Regions from separate parts of the Mus musculus genome. Here region 2 is linked to region 1. Evidence: chromatin contacts called from public Hi-C data. All regions are on one chromosome and are shown on one strand. The core of a region is the stretch at or near the end of the contact, and the rest is flanking DNA. Distances in the headings are between cores, read along the strand shown.

The links. Hi-C and Micro-C count contacts between places; a contact is called where the count stands out from the background.
Region 2: a Hi-C map of uterus shows a contact between it and region 1, with 2.5 times the contacts expected there. The contact joins the enhancer-like site here to the promoter of Scara5 in region 1. A contact is called at or near these places in 2 of 39 promoter capture datasets (embryonic stem cells and epiblast stem cells), 7 of 484 Hi-C or Micro-C datasets (embryonic fibroblasts, liver, neural progenitor cells and 1 more), 2 of 115 datasets of contacts at active chromatin or transcription factors (embryonic fibroblasts and embryonic stem cells) and 3 of 9 other capture datasets (adipose tissue, liver and pancreatic islet).

The regions. Positions count from the first base shown.
Region 1 is chr14:65,664,867-65,668,102 of GRCm38.p6, forward strand. It overlaps Scara5 (scavenger receptor class A, member 5), which reads left to right and starts at 1,537. Exons shown (of 9, transcript NM_028903.2): 1 at 1,537-1,880.
Region 2 is chr14:65,702,599-65,705,810 of GRCm38.p6, forward strand. The region is part of intron 3 of Scara5 (scavenger receptor class A, member 5); the gene reads left to right. Among named protein-coding and RNA genes, the nearest start is that of Scara5, 38 kb to the left of the region's middle. Within about 2 kb of position 1,908, at least 19 of the 459 cell types and tissues checked have an H3K27ac peak or open chromatin away from gene starts, as enhancers often do. A contact at or near this core is called in adipose tissue and uterus, where this site is marked.

The DNA of each region.
Region 1 (3,236 bases), core at 287-2,786:
TTATGCTGAGCATCTAAATGCCTGAGGTTTTGGCGTCCATGAAAGGGTCCTGAAACCAACCTCAGGAGGATATCAAGAAACAAGTATATAGGTATTCGAAAAATATTTGAAGTAGTGCATGCATTATCTGCATGTATAGTAAATAATATCATAAAGTGCCCCTTTCTTCTCTTCCTCCTTCTCTTCCTCTTACTCCTCCTTATACAAGACTGCTTTTTTCTTCCTGTAAAGCAGTGTCCTGCAGAAGCTGCCTCTGGGCACAGTTAGGAGGGTGGTCCCTGAAGATGACTAAAGCTCTTCTAAGTAGTCAGCTGAGGGTTGGCAGCTGTACTGTGGGGTGGGCAGAGTTGAGTTTGGCAGACTCTCCTGTTAGAAATCTGACCTTGAAACCCTGTTCTTGTGTTTAGCCAACAAACAGGAACTTATTTATGAATGCTAGCTTCTGCACACTTCGGTCCAGACCCATCATCTGATCTATCTAGTTGTGGCTCACACTGGGTTCTTGGGGGAGGGAGGGAGGGAGGGTATGTCTCTCTGATAGTCTTTCTCTTCCCACTGTTCTCATCTGAATTCATTGCTTCTTTAACACCTGCTTGAATCTCTTTTTAATCCTTCCAATTTGTGTTTAATTTTATTGTGTGTATCTGTATGTGTGTACATGTGTACAAGTGTATGGGGGGAGGGGACTGAAGTCAAATTCTGATGTCGTTCTATATTGAGGGTTTTTAATACAGAGTTCCCTTGCTGGTCTGGAACTCACCAAACAAGCTAGCTTTCCAGCCAGTGAGCCCAGCAATCGTCCTGTCCACAGCTCCCCAGCACTGGAGTCACAGTGTGTGCCACCACGCCATCTTTTTTTATGTGGGGGCTGGGGATCGAGCTCGGGTCCTGCTTGAGAGGTCAGGGTCCTGTGGATTCCACTATCGCCCACCCTAGTGTATCTCCTTTTTAAAAAAAAAAAAAACAAGGTAATTGTTTGTGTTGAGGTTTCCAGTCCTTTGAGGTCCAGTCAGACTTCCAACCAGAGGGCTTCTCCCAGGCCCGTTCTCTCGTGCCTCATGCAGTCTTTGTGCTCCACAGACACTGGCATTGTTACTGAATTGTGTTGATCTTGACTTCGGAAGTTCTTTCAGAGCCCACCACCCCCACCCCAGACTTTATTCTAAATAGCACCAGTGTGTGAATTGTCCAAGTCCTTTGGGAGTGGATGTAACTTCAGGAAATGCCAAATTTGCTGAATGAATTGAGAAACGCCAGTTCCGTGCTACAATAAATTTTACAAGACTTGCTTCCTTGGGTGTGTCACAAACCAGGTCTAGCCGCCATTTTCTCAGAAGCTGTCCAAAAAGTATTTTGAGCAAGGCCTTTAACACAATCACTGAGTCCCAAAGCCAAGGGCTGGAATGCTGTGCAGAGAGTTGTAAGTCTGAGGATGGCCACAAGGGGGCAGGCGTAGTCCAAACTCCCTCTAGAAGTTGCTTTTAGAACTTTTTTTTTTTTTTAAATAAAGACTGGAGGTTGGAGCACCTCCCACCCAGTCAGTACCTAGCAGAGCTGTGGGTGACTCCACAGAATATCTCCGGATCGCTTTCTGAGGCTGACCGACGCTGCACCAAGACAAGGAGTCCCACGTGCAGACCTGTTATTCAGCCACTTTGTTGAACGGATCCTCCCATAGAAGTGACTCTGTGGCCCTGGCCTAAATCACTAGGTGACCCTGAAGACTCTTTCTATATGACTCCATCTGGATTTGGCTGGCTGTGGGTACAAGCTTCAAGGGACTTTCTGGGTCTTCGTGGGGCAGCAGTCAGCTCTCTGGCTACCATGGCAATCGCTGGGAACTGAAGGGACAGGGCCCAGCCTCAGCACGGGGCATACAGGTGAGTTTTGACATTTTGACCTAGAAGCTTGGGGTAATGGTGTCCCAAGGGCAGATGGAGGAAGCGGTGTGCTGGTGAAGCTGAGAGTTGGGAAGTCCTGCTGACAGAGGACCTGGAGTTGCAGGCCTCCAGGTGGGAGGGTACGAGGGATCTGAGCCTGTAGACACACAGGGGCCCCAGGACTCAGTTACTAGAGCTGTAGTGTGTGAGCCCGCATCCAGATGCCAGAGGGATGCTATGGCTTCAGTGGCATCTCTGGCTGTCTTATGTCACAGCTCCAGAGCCTATTCAGGGAGTAAATGCATGTGCACAGTATGCAGTGCGCATGGGCGCATGTGTGGGTGCATGCATGGGTGCATGTGCATGCATTGTGCGTGGGCATGTGTATGTGTGTAAACACACCAGGGTGGGACAAATGAAGCAGGAGGTTATTAGTGAAGCATCTGGGCCTCTCTAACTGTGAGTTGGGACCCGGTGAACTGATGAATCCAGTTAGAAAAATAACAGGTTTAAGACCTATCTAGTAACTTTTTCTTGGGGGCCAAATTTGCAGTGACTTTATTTGGTTTAAATGAGTTTTAGAACCCAGGCAGTCCAAAGAGAAGCTGTAAGCCCTGCCAAGTGAGAGACCAGAGTCCACGGAAAAAGATTCAGAGTCGCAAGTGAGGCCCCTGATCTAGCTCCCTGCCTCAGCAGGAGTTTAGCCCTTTTGGTGCTCCCAGAGAAACTTCCAGAACCAGGGTTCAAACCTCAGTCTTAAGCCACTTTTGAGGTTGCTTTTTTGTGAAGGGAACCCCCACACAACTTCATTTCTGGGACTTTTTGAGCAATGGGGAGTCCTCAGGACTCTGAGATCCCCATCTGCTGAGGAAGAAAGAATTTTACAGTCTTTGACTGTCCCCTGTCTTGCATGGCTTTGAAAGGTCCTCGCTCCTGTATCAGCTCACATGATGCTCACTGTGTCCTCTTCGCTTCCCCCTTCCCAGGGAGGTGTTCCGCAGAGTGGACTTCACATCACAGGTCAGCAAAGTAGAACACCTTCCCAAACTGAGAGATAATAAAAGGAGCCCTTGTGCCGTGAGCTCCCTCCCTCCGGCACCTGTGCAGAGGGTTCGAGGGTGTCCCAGGGCAGCTGTCAGATGACTCTGGAAGCAATGCTCATCCCCTATTCTCACCCTTTGTGGGGAATGACTCATAACAACCCCTGGGTGGCTTCCTTCTGATTAGCAAAGCTGAAGTCCAGGCTCCTTGAGCACCAGGGGACCTGGGGTTCCACCCATGTGACCCAGGTTTCCCTTCAAGCCTTCTCCTCTGCTCATGCCCTTACAGATGTGCACTAGCTGCCCCTCTGGTGTG
Region 2 (3,212 bases), core at 658-3,157, 38 kb after region 1:
GAAATCCACCCATATGAACCACTATCCACCTACCTACCAGCTGGTGCACTTCCAGAACATTCTTCAGCAATCATTTCCTTATCTTGCCATTGAAGTCACTGGGAGCCAAGTTCACACCCATGACCCCTCCTACCCATAGCAGATTTTCAGGGGCCACAGATCTGAAACCCTGTCAGGATTTTTCTGGCTGGCCCTGGTTTCTGAGGTTGTATTTCCACGGGGCAATATTAGGCCTGGGATGTGACCAGGAGGGTGTGTGTGTGTGTGTGTGTGTGTGTGTGTGTGTGTGTGTGTGTAGGTGTATGAAGGTCCTCTGTACTTATCTGTCCTTCCTCTGAAATGTCATCCAGCAGCAAAATGGTGGCTTTCCAACCTGTTTAATTTGTACTACCCCAGGTACCATGGCCTTCTTATATATGAGAGCTCTACTGTTACATTGCAGTAGTGGTTTCAGCTCACATCTGACATGTCAACTGACCCCCCTAGTGTGCTATAGTGTCATCTCCATTCACAGGTGAGAAGTTGGAAGCCCAGTGAGGGCCATAGTTTCCACAGAAGATGATAATCCATCCAGGGAAATGGACATAAGAGTTGGTTCAGGGTGAAGTGCCTGCCATACAAATGTGAGGACCCAAGTTCAGCTCCTCAGCACCCACATGAAAGCCTAGATGTGACAGGATGTCCTTGTAACCCCTGTGATGAGGACAGAGGGACAGGAGGATGTGGAAGGTTCACTGACATACAGCCATTAAGTGAGCTCCAAGTTCAGCCAGAGACCCTGTCTCAAAAACTGAGGTGGAAAATAATACAGGGAGACACTTGACATGACTTCTAGCCTTTACAGGCACATACAACCATACATACCTGCCTATCACACACATATACACACACATCACCACCAACAATAACAAAATTAGGTGCACAAGGGTTCAACCGATTTAAATGGCTCTAGCGGTTGGGAAAGGGGCTGGGGTTCACCCTGTTCCTAGCTCAAAGCCTGTCCTACAAGCTCCCGTTGTCCAGTCATGATTTATTCCTGGCCTCCACAAAAGCAATGTAGACCAATTGAACCTAAAAACCTGGGCCAGGCAGAGCTCTGCCCACACGTGATTATATCAAGCCAGACCTCAGGTCTTACTGGATTCTTAATAAGTATGGGACTTGGGGTGGGGATGACTCAGCCAGAAGTGATTGACATGGGGGTGATTTTCCCGCATAGAAGCAAGCACCAAGCCAATTCTCTGTTCCCTTCATTTGGGCCCTGTGCATACAGCTGGGCATGTAGGTTTTTATGAGGTCTGTTTTATGGCACTTGCTCATACACAGATGTGCAGAGGTATCACAGTACCACAGTGAAGCTGCGAAGCAAAACACACAAGCTCTCAGGGATGGCCTTTCAAATTTCCTTGATAAAACGGCTTTATGGAAATGTTCCCATTCCCTCCCATTGCCTGTTGCTTCCCATTTAACTAGACATCTGGGGCTGGGATAACTTTTTCCCCCTCTTGGCTTTGGTGCGTGTGCAGCAGCTGGAGATGCCTGCTCTCAGCTGTTTGTTTTTCTTCCTAGGAGAGGGGCTTGGAAATGTTACCTCCACACACACCAAAGCCCATGGGAAGGGGTAGTTTTGAGGAAGTCCCCAACTACACAAAGCCCAAGCTTGTGGTACTTACTGGGCAGAGGGGCTAGCCTAGCCTTTGGACAAGCTCGTAGAACAAGCCCAACCCAGACCCACTACCTCTTTATTTGATGGAAGAAAGGATAAGAGGAGATGAAGAATGAAGACTCTAGCTGATGGGCTCAGAGCCAGGTCCCCAAATTTCAATTGTGAAAGCTGAGCTGGGCCTTCATGGGGTCCCTCCCAGCTGGCCCATCCATCATGTGGACTTGGGTGGGACCGGGCGGACACTGAGTAATCGCTTGCCTGGAGAACTTGCCTGACTCTAGCCAGACTCTCCCTCAAGTTGCCTCCATCATCCCTGGGGTTGAATCTCAAGAACCAGACTGAAACTCAGTCCATCTTCCCACCCTCCACCCTACTCAACACCCCTCTTAAATTACCCTTTGGAATCATTTCATTGTGGGAAAATGCGTGGCAGAAAATCTACCCTCATAACCATTTTAAGTGTGCAGATTTCTTTCCTTTCCTTTCTTCTTTCTTTCCTTTTTCTTTCCTTTCTTTCCCTCTCTCTTTCTTTCTCTTTCTTCCTTCCCTCCCTCCCTCCCTCTTTCTTTCGTTCGTTCGTTCTTTCTTTCTTTCTCTCTCTCTCTCTTTCTTCTTCTTTTCTTTCTTACCCCCCCCCCCTTTCTTTCTTTTTTTTGCTGAAACAGGGTCTCTCTGTGTTGGTCTGCTTGGCCTGGAACTCATTATGTAAATGAGGCTGGTCTTGAACTCACAGATCTGCCTGCCTCTGCCTCATAAGTTCTGGGATCAAAGGCATGTGTCACCACACCCAATTATTTAAGTGCATGGTTTAATGACATTGCGTGTAACCATATTGCTGTGTGACCAAGCCACCAGCTGTAGCTCCAGAACCCTTTTCAGCAATTCAAGGGGGAACTGTGTTCATCAAGCATTCACCCCATCTCACTCCTGCTAGTCCCTGACCTTTCCATCTACTTCTTGTGACTACATGGGGTACCTCCTGCAGGTGGGAATCTGTCCTGTTTGTGATTTTTCTGAAAGTATTCAAGGCCCATCAAATGTAGGCTGGCATGTGAGGTTGCTTCTGAGTTCTAACAAATACTGATGTCAATGAGAGTGTAAACTAGTCTGCTAGAGTTTCTGCTATCCATTTCCCCCACTGTTCACGTGTGTGTCATGCATGGTGTAGTATGTGTGCATGTGGTGTGTGGAATGTGTGTGGTGTGTATATGATGGGGGACATGGGATATGTGGTGTGTGTGGTGTATATGTGTGTGTGTGTGTGTTTGTGTGTATGGTGTGTGGTGTGAATGTGTGGTGTGATATGTGTGTATGGTGTGATATGTATGTAGTGTGTGTATGTGATGGGGTATGGTATTTGTGGTATGTGTGGTATATATGGTATGTGTTTGTGTGTGTGGTATGTGTGATGTATATGTGTAAGATAAGAGAGGGGGATATGGTATGTATGGTGTGTGGCATGTATGCTATGTGTATGCATCTTTGCATGTGTGTAGGCACATGTGTGTGGATTAGGAAACTCTTTCACTCCCCCTTAACCTTTTTC